Linked DNA regions of Muntiacus reevesi: region 2 is linked to region 1. The links are chromatin contacts, called in public Hi-C maps. All regions are on one chromosome and are shown on one strand. The core of a region is the stretch at or near the end of the contact, and the rest is flanking DNA. Distances in the headings are between cores, read along the strand shown. Region 1 holds the start of HECTD3 (HECT domain E3 ubiquitin protein ligase 3). Region 2 holds the start of PLK3 (polo like kinase 3).

Region 1 (4,108 bases), core at 545-3,044:
AGCGTCCTGCCTGCCGCATGCACCAAACAGGAGTGTAGTCTGTTTCTTCTCCCCAGGCTGCTCGAAGGAAGGTGTCATTCTTAAGCTCCGGGAAACCCTGAGGTCTGGGGATCAGGAGGAGGGAAGGGTAGATCTCAGTGAACTAGGCTGGGGGTTGGGCAGGGCTCGGGTTCTAAAGGCGGATACGGTCCATCCAGCACGGCTATCTGCCTTCTCCAGACCAGCTACCAAGCTGCGCCTCCCCGCCGATTTCGCCCTCTGCCTATCAGGTGGTGTACAGGACTAGAAAGGCCGGTGCTGGGGCCTTTACCCTACGCATAGTCCCAGTTTCCCCAGGCTCAAAGCCACTGGAAGGACTGGGAGAGTGGGGTTGAGGGAACGAAAAGTCACTTAGGAGAATTGGGGGGGGGGGGGGGGAAGGGGTGTCTCTGGAACAAGGGTACCAGTGAGCTAGTTCCGGGGCTGGAAGGTTTTGGGGCTGAAAAATCTCCAGGCGGGGGGATAGTCATGGGGGAATCAGAGATGAAAGTCCGAAATACGGATCTTAGTTGAGGATTAGAAAGTCCAGGGGGCGTCTCCTAAATTAAGGTCTGGGGTACGCAGTCCAGCTAGGTAGTCCCTGGGATGAATATTTTAGGAATCCATGGTTGGAGGATTTGGAATCCCAGCGACTTGGGTTCTCCGGGTTGGGGAAGAAGCAGATTCCTAGGCTGAAAGATTCAGGTCAGAAGCCCCTATGGCCACACTGCGTGGTGGCCCAGAGAACTCACCTAGACTCTTTCGCCTCCATGATAAGCTGTCCGTAAACGCGAGCACAGTCCCGGTTATAGACTGAATCTGAGCCTGCCCTTTGCCCAGGCTCCGCCCCTTCCAGCGATAAGCCAGGGCAGTCGCCATGTTGAAGGTCACATGATCAGACTCCCGCTACCGCTCCTGGGCTGCCCCAGCTGCTGCCGGTAGGACCCCACCCCTAGTCTCTTCACCGTAAAGTCCGCTGTAGCGACGCAGCAACAAACACACATTCACCGCCCCCCCACCCCCACCCCCGCCCCAACTTCCCCAAAGAACTTTGTTGTAAATACACTTCGGATGGTGTGAAAAGTTTGCTCTTCTCTGCCTTTCTGGGAACCCCAGAAAACTCGGCCCAAGGCTCACTTTTCACTCCCATTCTCCACGATTCTAATAATTTTATGCTGGGCCCAACCAGCCACAACTGTGGTAGCACAAAGTTGTACAGGAAACTGAAATAATATTTATATTACCTAGAAAGAGGCGGGCACTATAGTAGGTGCAGAGGTTACAGTGGTGAACGAGGCATTTTCTTTCTTTACAGAGCTACAGACTGATGAGGAAACACAGAAATCAGCTATCACAATGGTAAATGTTTTAAAGGGGAAAAGCTAGACGCAAACAGCAAGGACTCCATTTAATTGGGGAAAGCAATGGGGTACTCCAAGCAAAGGGAACAACATATGCAAAGAGAAAATGCCAAAGAGCAATTGGCTTAATGGAAAATGGAATATCAAGCTAGTGGATTTAAATAGTCTGGAACTATCCACAGAGTTCAGCTCATGCAGGCCTTTGTTAAGTGCACATATTCACTTTATCTTGTAGTAGTGTGACAGCATACAAAGCGCTTGGAGAGACCAGCACAGAGGCACTGTGTTCCAAATTTACTAAGGAGAAAAAAATGGAAAACTCTCAAAATTACATGGGATTATTTATTTATTGATACCTTTATTTGATAACTATATCAAAACAAAGTTTCCACCCAAGTGTCCATCAACAAATGAATGGATAAACAAAATGTAGTGTCTTTATACAATGGAACATTATTCAGCCATAAAAATAAAGTTCTGATACATGCAACAACATTGCTGTAACATTAGGCTGAGTGAAATAAGACAGACACAAAATGACAAATACTGTATTGTTCCACTTATGAAATAATCTAGAATAGGCCAATTCTTAGAGGCAGAAAGTAGATTAGAGCTTTAGTAGATTAGTCCCCAGGAACTAGGGAGTGGGGACAATGAGGAGTTATTGCTTAAGATTAGAGTTTCCTGTTTGGGGTGATGAAAAAGTTTTGGAAATAGATAACTGTACACTTAAAAAAACGGTCAAGATTGCAAATTTTGTTATATGTGTTTTTTACTATTAAAAATTAATGTTATATATTAAAAACTGATTTGTACACTTGAAATTTGTACACTTCATATGGTATGAGTTACATCTCAGTAAACTTTTCAATAAACAAGGGTGGGGGAGGGACTAAGTTTCCTTTTCCTCCGTGATTGTACATCACTAACAACTTCTGTACATGGTTGGTTTGTTTGTTGTTTGTTTGTTTTTGCCTCCTCTCTTCCCACGTTGGCCTTTCCTATCATTTGGTTTAGAATTACTGGGAGAAACTGGATAATGATCACCAGTGTCCTGCGGTTAGGAGTAACCACCAGGAACAAGTCTAAATGGCTCAATAGTTCCGTCAGCAACCAGGCTGGGGAGGGATTATTTTCCCAAACATTTTAGTCACACTGCTTCTAGGATGGGAAGCCTGACAAGATAGCTAATAGATTCTTAAAGATTCAGCTGGTTGTAGTGAGACTCACTGGGAGCAAGGAAGTTCCAGAAGGTCGAAGGAGTAGCGTTTTGGGCTCGATAGGATGGATGGTGGCTTAAAGGAGAGTAGTAGCAATGGGGGAAAGTGGTAGTAGCAATGGGAATGGAGTGGGGAGATTGATCAGAAACTTCGGAACTTGGGTCTGGCTGACTGAGTGGAAGACACAGAACTAGATAACAGAATTAAATATCCAAGTACACAGGCCAATACGGCGGCAATATGAGGTGCGCGTAGTCCAGAACTTACGGCGAAGGCTGGTCGAGGGCGGGGCTGAAGGTGGTGGGAAGCTCTTTCTGCTGGTTCGGCCGAAGCTCCTCTGCCCGGATCGCCCGCCGGCTTCCCTGGGCCACATCGCCATGGCTGGCCCGGGCCCGGGCGCGGCGCTAGAGTCCCCGCGGCAGCTGCTGGGCCGTGTGCGCTTTCTGGCGGAGGCAGCGAAGAGCCTCCGTGCCGGGCGGCCGCTGCCGGCGGCGCTAGCCTTCGTGCCACGCGAGGTGCTCTACAAGCTTTACAAGGACCCGGCGGGACCGTCGCGCGTGCTGCTGCCAGTGTGGGAGGCGGAAGGCCTGGGGCTGCGTGTGGGAGCCACGGGCCCGGCCCCCGGTACCGGCTCCGGGCCCCTCCGCGCCGCCCGCGACAGCATTGAGCTGCGGCGCGGTGCCTGCGTGCGCACCACAGGCGAAGAGCTGTGCAACGGCCACGGGCTCTGGGTGAAGTTGACCAAGGTGCAAAAGACCTCGGGAGCAGGGAAGCCCCTGGGTGGTCCCCTTCCCTCGCCCATATCGAGCTGATTTAGCGTCCGGTGCCCTTCGCCCTGGGCTGGGCAGGGCGGGCCGCTGACAGTTCCCTGACGGCTGTCCTCGTCTGGCGCGTCCCGGCAGGAGCAGCTGACGGAACACCTGGGCGACTGCGGGCTGGACGAAGGCTGGCTCCTGGTGTGCCGCCCGGCCGAGGGCGGGGCCCGCCTGGTACCCATCGACACTCCAGACCACCTCCAGCGGCAGCAGCAGCTCTTCGGAGTGGACTACCGCCCGGTGCTCAGGTCCTGCGCTGGGAGGAGTGGGGCTTGCTGGCCGATTGCCAGGCCCTAGACTGGCACAGCCCGGGCGGTGTGATCTGATAGGATTGACAACAAAGGGGGCGGGACCTAAAGGGAGCTGGGGTGCGGCTTCTGGAGGCACGGTTTAGAGGAGCCAGAGCGCTGGAGAAGGCTCCAGGGTCTTCTGCCGCCTGCTGAGGTCTCCATATCCCGTGCCCCATTCTGTGCGCACAGATGGGAACAGGTGGTGGACTTGACATACTCGCATCGCCTGGGATCAAGGCCTCAGCCGGCCGAGGCATACGCTGAAGCTGTACAAAGGCTACTGTGAGTTACCTGGGATGGGCTGGGGAGGAAGGAGCTCCAGGTCTGGGCCCGACCTAATTAGGGACTTGGGGTCGCTTAGCTATGTGCCCCCGACGTGGACCTACGAGTGCGACGAGGACCTG
Region 2 (4,278 bases), core at 1,262-3,761, 170 kb after region 1:
AAGAGCAGCCCAGGAGTCCTGTCACCTGCTCCCAATTCAATCCCTGGAGAATCTGCAGACTGGATGTGTCTGGGACACTACAAACCTTGGTAAAGAAGTCATGGCGCAGGATCTGGTCAATTGAGGGGCGGTCTTGGGGTGAAGCTCGAAGGATGGCGGCCAGGAGCTGCCGGGCAGGCAGTGAGAGGCTGGCAGGCAGTGTGTAGTGAACCTGCTTGATGCAGCGGTATGTCTCCTTCAGGTCAACGGTCTCAAAGGGGGGGCTCCCACATAGCAGCGTGTACCTGTGGGGCAGAGAAAAGGTGGTCAGGAGTAAAGTGGAACATAGGCCCCCCGGCCACCCTCTGTGTGCACATGACCCTGGCACTCACATGACACAGCCCAGGGACCACACATCTGCCTCCGGGCCATGGCCCTGTCTCTGCAGCACTTCTGGGGCCACATAGTTGGGGGTGCCACAGATGGTCCTGACAGGGGATAGGAAGGAGGAGAGGGCAAGCTTCAGAGGCAGCCTGGCTGGCCCCTCATCCCTGCCCCCACTCAGAGTCCAGACAAAGCAGCTGCCTGTCACCAAAGGCCAGAGAACTCCTGTTTGTTCCAAGACAATGGAGCCAGGGATGGCAGCTGAGTCCCTGCCCACCCGCCTGGCCCAGCTGCTCAGCAACTCTGCAGGACGGGGGAGTTCCTGACCCCTAACCCAGCCCCCTCCTCCAGGTCAACAGAGGGTCCATCACTGATCCCTTCCTCCTTCGCCTACTCCCACCACAGGCTGTCACTTCCTATGGTCTGTGCCGTACACACTAACATCAGCTGTCACATCCCCCGTGAACACTACTGCTGTGTTACTACACACTATTATGGCCACACATGCTGTGTTACACACCCAGTCCTCATGGTCACAACAGGGTTTTCTGACACACACAGGGTGTCATGTCCACCATCTCCACACTCAGTCTGTCTCACACACACACTGCTTATGTCACCATCCACATTCATACACAGGACTGGTTACACACCTTCAAGAACCCTTACACCCCATCCATCTTAGAGACTCAGACACACATAGGACCAGCAGCCTCTCCACCATTCCCAGGAACCGAGGCTGCCACCGCCACCTACACACACACACACACACACACACACACACACACACACACAGAGCCCATCATCCCTCCCATCAATCACAGGGTCACATCAGGCAATCATCGTACCTCCTACAGATATACTCAGTGTCTGTCACTCACGTCATCTGTGTCACACAGACTGTGGCCACCCCCCTCCTCAAACACTCACTTCTTCCTATGCTCTGGGGGCTCCAACCGGGTTGCCAGTCCAAAATCCCCCATCTTCAGTTCCATGTTCTCAGTGATAAAAAAATTTCCTGAACAGGGGCGGAGAAGTGTGTCAGACGCCTTTTTCTCTGCCTCCCCAGCCACCCATCCTGTTGGCCCAGGAGTCTCACCTAGCTTGAGGTCCCGGTGCAAGATGCCCCGCTGGTGCAAGTACTTGAGTCCGGAAAGGATTTGCCGAAGGTAGTAGCGCACCTCTGGCTCCAACAGGGTGTGCCGGGCCTTCCAGATGTGGGCCAGGGACTGCAGAGAGCCGCGGCCTCAGCCCCTCGTCCGCCCTCCCCGACCCTCCCTCCGTGTGCTCGCCGAGGAAGAAGAGGGCTCCAACTTTGGGTCTTAAGGTCCCTACTCCCTCTCCCACCTCCACCATCCCTCACCTTTCGGCTGCAGAGCTCCAGGAAAATGTATATGTTGTCAGCATCCTCAAAGTGGTGCGAGAAACGCACGATGTGGCGGTGCTGTAGGCCGCGGTGCAGCTCAATCTCGTTTAGGATCTGCAGTGGTGGCGCGGGGTTATCATCCGTCAAGGGCTCCCTCGTCACCGTCCCCACCCCACCCGTCGCCCGCTGGGCCTGGGCCCTGGCTCACCTTCTCACGCTGATGCGGCTTGGTAATGCGGCTCTGCGAGATGACTTTGACCGCGTAGGCACTGCCGGTCTCCGTGTCAGTGGCCTCATAGCAGCGGGCAAAGCCCCCCTGAGAGGAGAAGGCATCAGGCAGGTCTGGCCCTCAGACGTCCCCATGCCGAGGCCAAGCGGCCCCGCCCCGCTCCGCGCGGGCAAAAAAGTCGGCAAGGCTCCCCTACCCTGGCTGGCACCACTCCCCAGCTCACCTTGCCCAACAGGCGGCCTTTGAAGTAGGTGCGGCCGCTCCGCGGGTCGGTGATGAGGCGCCCAGGGTCCGGTGCCGGAGTCTCGGCCAGCACCTCTGGCTCAGATCCAGGCTTGGGACTTCCAGGCGGCCCGGGTCCGGCTGGGGGCGCTGGCGGGGCGGCCGCACGCGGGAAGGGTCGCGGGGACAGGAAGCCGGCCGCCGGCTCCATGCGGACGGTGCGGCGCAGCACCGGCCGGGCTAATTTCTGTGTTCCGCCAGGCCGGGACGGCGCGAGGCGCTGCCAGGATTTGCTACGCGGCGCTCGCGCCCCAGGGAGCCCAGCGTTTTTATCAATGAACGCCTGCCCCCTCCCTGGCGTCTAGTCATTAAGAGCCCGCCCCCTTCATGCGAGTCACCGAGAAGCCACGCCCCTCATCAGGCCTTACGTCAACAAGAAGCTCCTCCTCCCACCCGCGCACCCCAAGACCAAGCCTACTGCTCCCGCCTTCAAGACGCAGCCGTACTGCTAGTCACCATGTGGGTGGCCTTCTGGATGTAAGAGCCACCTTTGTCCCTGCCTTTCTATCTCGTCCTGGTGACTGAGAGTCCCTCTAATGGGGGTCCTTTCGCCCCCCATTCTTGGGGGCTTATGCTGAAGTCCGAGGGTGCCTGGACGTATGGGGAGTCTCCTTAGCAACTAGATGGACCAGCGTTCCAACCTAGAGGGCAGAATCAGGGACGCCGCTCGCTTTTGCCCGAGTTGGTCACCAACCCTTTAAGTGCGCGGGAATTTGCGTTCGTCCCACGCTCTTGGCCAGAGACCGCAGGTCCAGGCCGGTGCTGCCCCCTTTAGGGGCTGAGAGGAATTGCATACTCCCAGCTGGGCTTGCCTGGAGTGGGGAGTGTGGAGGCCTGAGCTCCTATGCTGAGTCTTTTGTGTGTGTGTGTGCTGAGTCTTGAGAACAAACAGCCAGGCGTTCAAGGCTTTTGTAACGGGCCAGGTGACATCTTCTGCTGCCCCTACACCCACACCTTTAAGGGGCAGATCTCATGTTCTGGAGGAGTGCCTATTCTCTTTCCCTGAAAACATCCACTGCCCTGCATCCACAGCCAGAGGCCAGAAAGTGAAGTACTTATATTTTCTCAAATCTAGCAAAGGACAATTGGGCAGGTGGTTCTGGGGCCATCTGAACCCCTAAACCTCTGGTCCATGCCCACCTTTCACAGGGCCAGAGACAGAGAGATGGGGTTTTTTAAAATTTATTTACTTTATTGAAGTGTAGTTGATTTACAATGTTATATAATTTCTATTGTACAGCAAAGTGACTAAGTTACACATATAACAATATATCCATTCTTTTTTCATATTATTTTCCATTATGGTTTATCATAGGATATTCAATATAGTTTCCTGTGCCATACAGTAGGGCCATACTGTTTATCCATTCTATGTGTAATAGTTTGCATCTGCTAATCTCAAACTCCCAATCCATCTCCCCTCTTGGCAACCACAAGTCTGTTTTCTATGCCTGTGAGCCTTTTCTGTTTCATAGGTAAGTTTGTGTCATATTTTAGGTTCCACATATAAATGATATTATATGGTATTTGTCTTTCTCTTTCTGGTATGATAATCTCTTCACTTGGAATGGTAATTTCTAGATTCATCCATGGTGCTGCAAACGGCATTATTTCATTGTCTTTATGGCTGAGTAGTAGTCCACTGTGTATATGTGCCACATCTTTTTCCATTCATCTGTCAGTGTGCATATATGTTGTTTCCATGTCTTGGCTATTGTAAATAGTGTTGCAGTGAATATTAAGGTGCATGTATCTTTTTGAATTAGAATTTTCTCTGAATATAACACATGAAAAGATGCTCAACATCACTCATTATCAGAGAAATGCAAATCAAAACCACAATGAGGTATCACTACACGCCAGTCAGGATGGCTGCTATCCAAAAGTCTACAGGCAATAAACGGTGTGGAGAGGGGGTGGAGAAAAGGGAACCCTCTTACACTGTTGGTGGGAATGCAAACTAGTACAGCCACTATGGAGAACAGTGTGGAGATTCCATAAAAAACTGGAAGTAGAACTGCCATATGACCTAGCAATC

Evidence for each region. A called contact is a pair of places that touch in the nucleus more often than the background predicts.
Region 2: a Hi-C map of blood shows a contact between it and region 1, with 4 times the contacts expected there. The contact joins the promoter of PLK3 here to the promoter of HECTD3 in region 1. A contact is called at or near these places in 2 of 3 Hi-C or Micro-C datasets (blood and muscle).

The regions. Positions count from the first base shown.
Region 1 is chr1:159,793,421-159,797,528 of mMunRee1.1, forward strand. HECTD3 (HECT domain E3 ubiquitin protein ligase 3) reads left to right here and starts at 1,795. Exons shown (of 21, transcript XM_065914226.1): 1 at 1,795-3,345; 2 at 3,502-3,662; 3 at 3,894-3,986; 4 at 4,066-4,108. The coding sequence starts at 2,977. It overlaps UROD (uroporphyrinogen decarboxylase), which reads right to left and starts at 903. Exons shown (of 10, transcript XM_065929389.1): 1 at 771-903; 2 at 1-104. The coding sequence starts at 790.
Region 2 is chr1:159,960,563-159,964,840 of mMunRee1.1, forward strand. PLK3 (polo like kinase 3) reads right to left here and starts at 2,512. Exons shown (of 15, transcript XM_065929448.1): 1 at 2,182-2,512; 2 at 1,938-2,045; 3 at 1,727-1,843; 4 at 1,463-1,592; 5 at 1,294-1,381; 6 at 372-467; 7 at 86-284. The coding sequence starts at 2,391.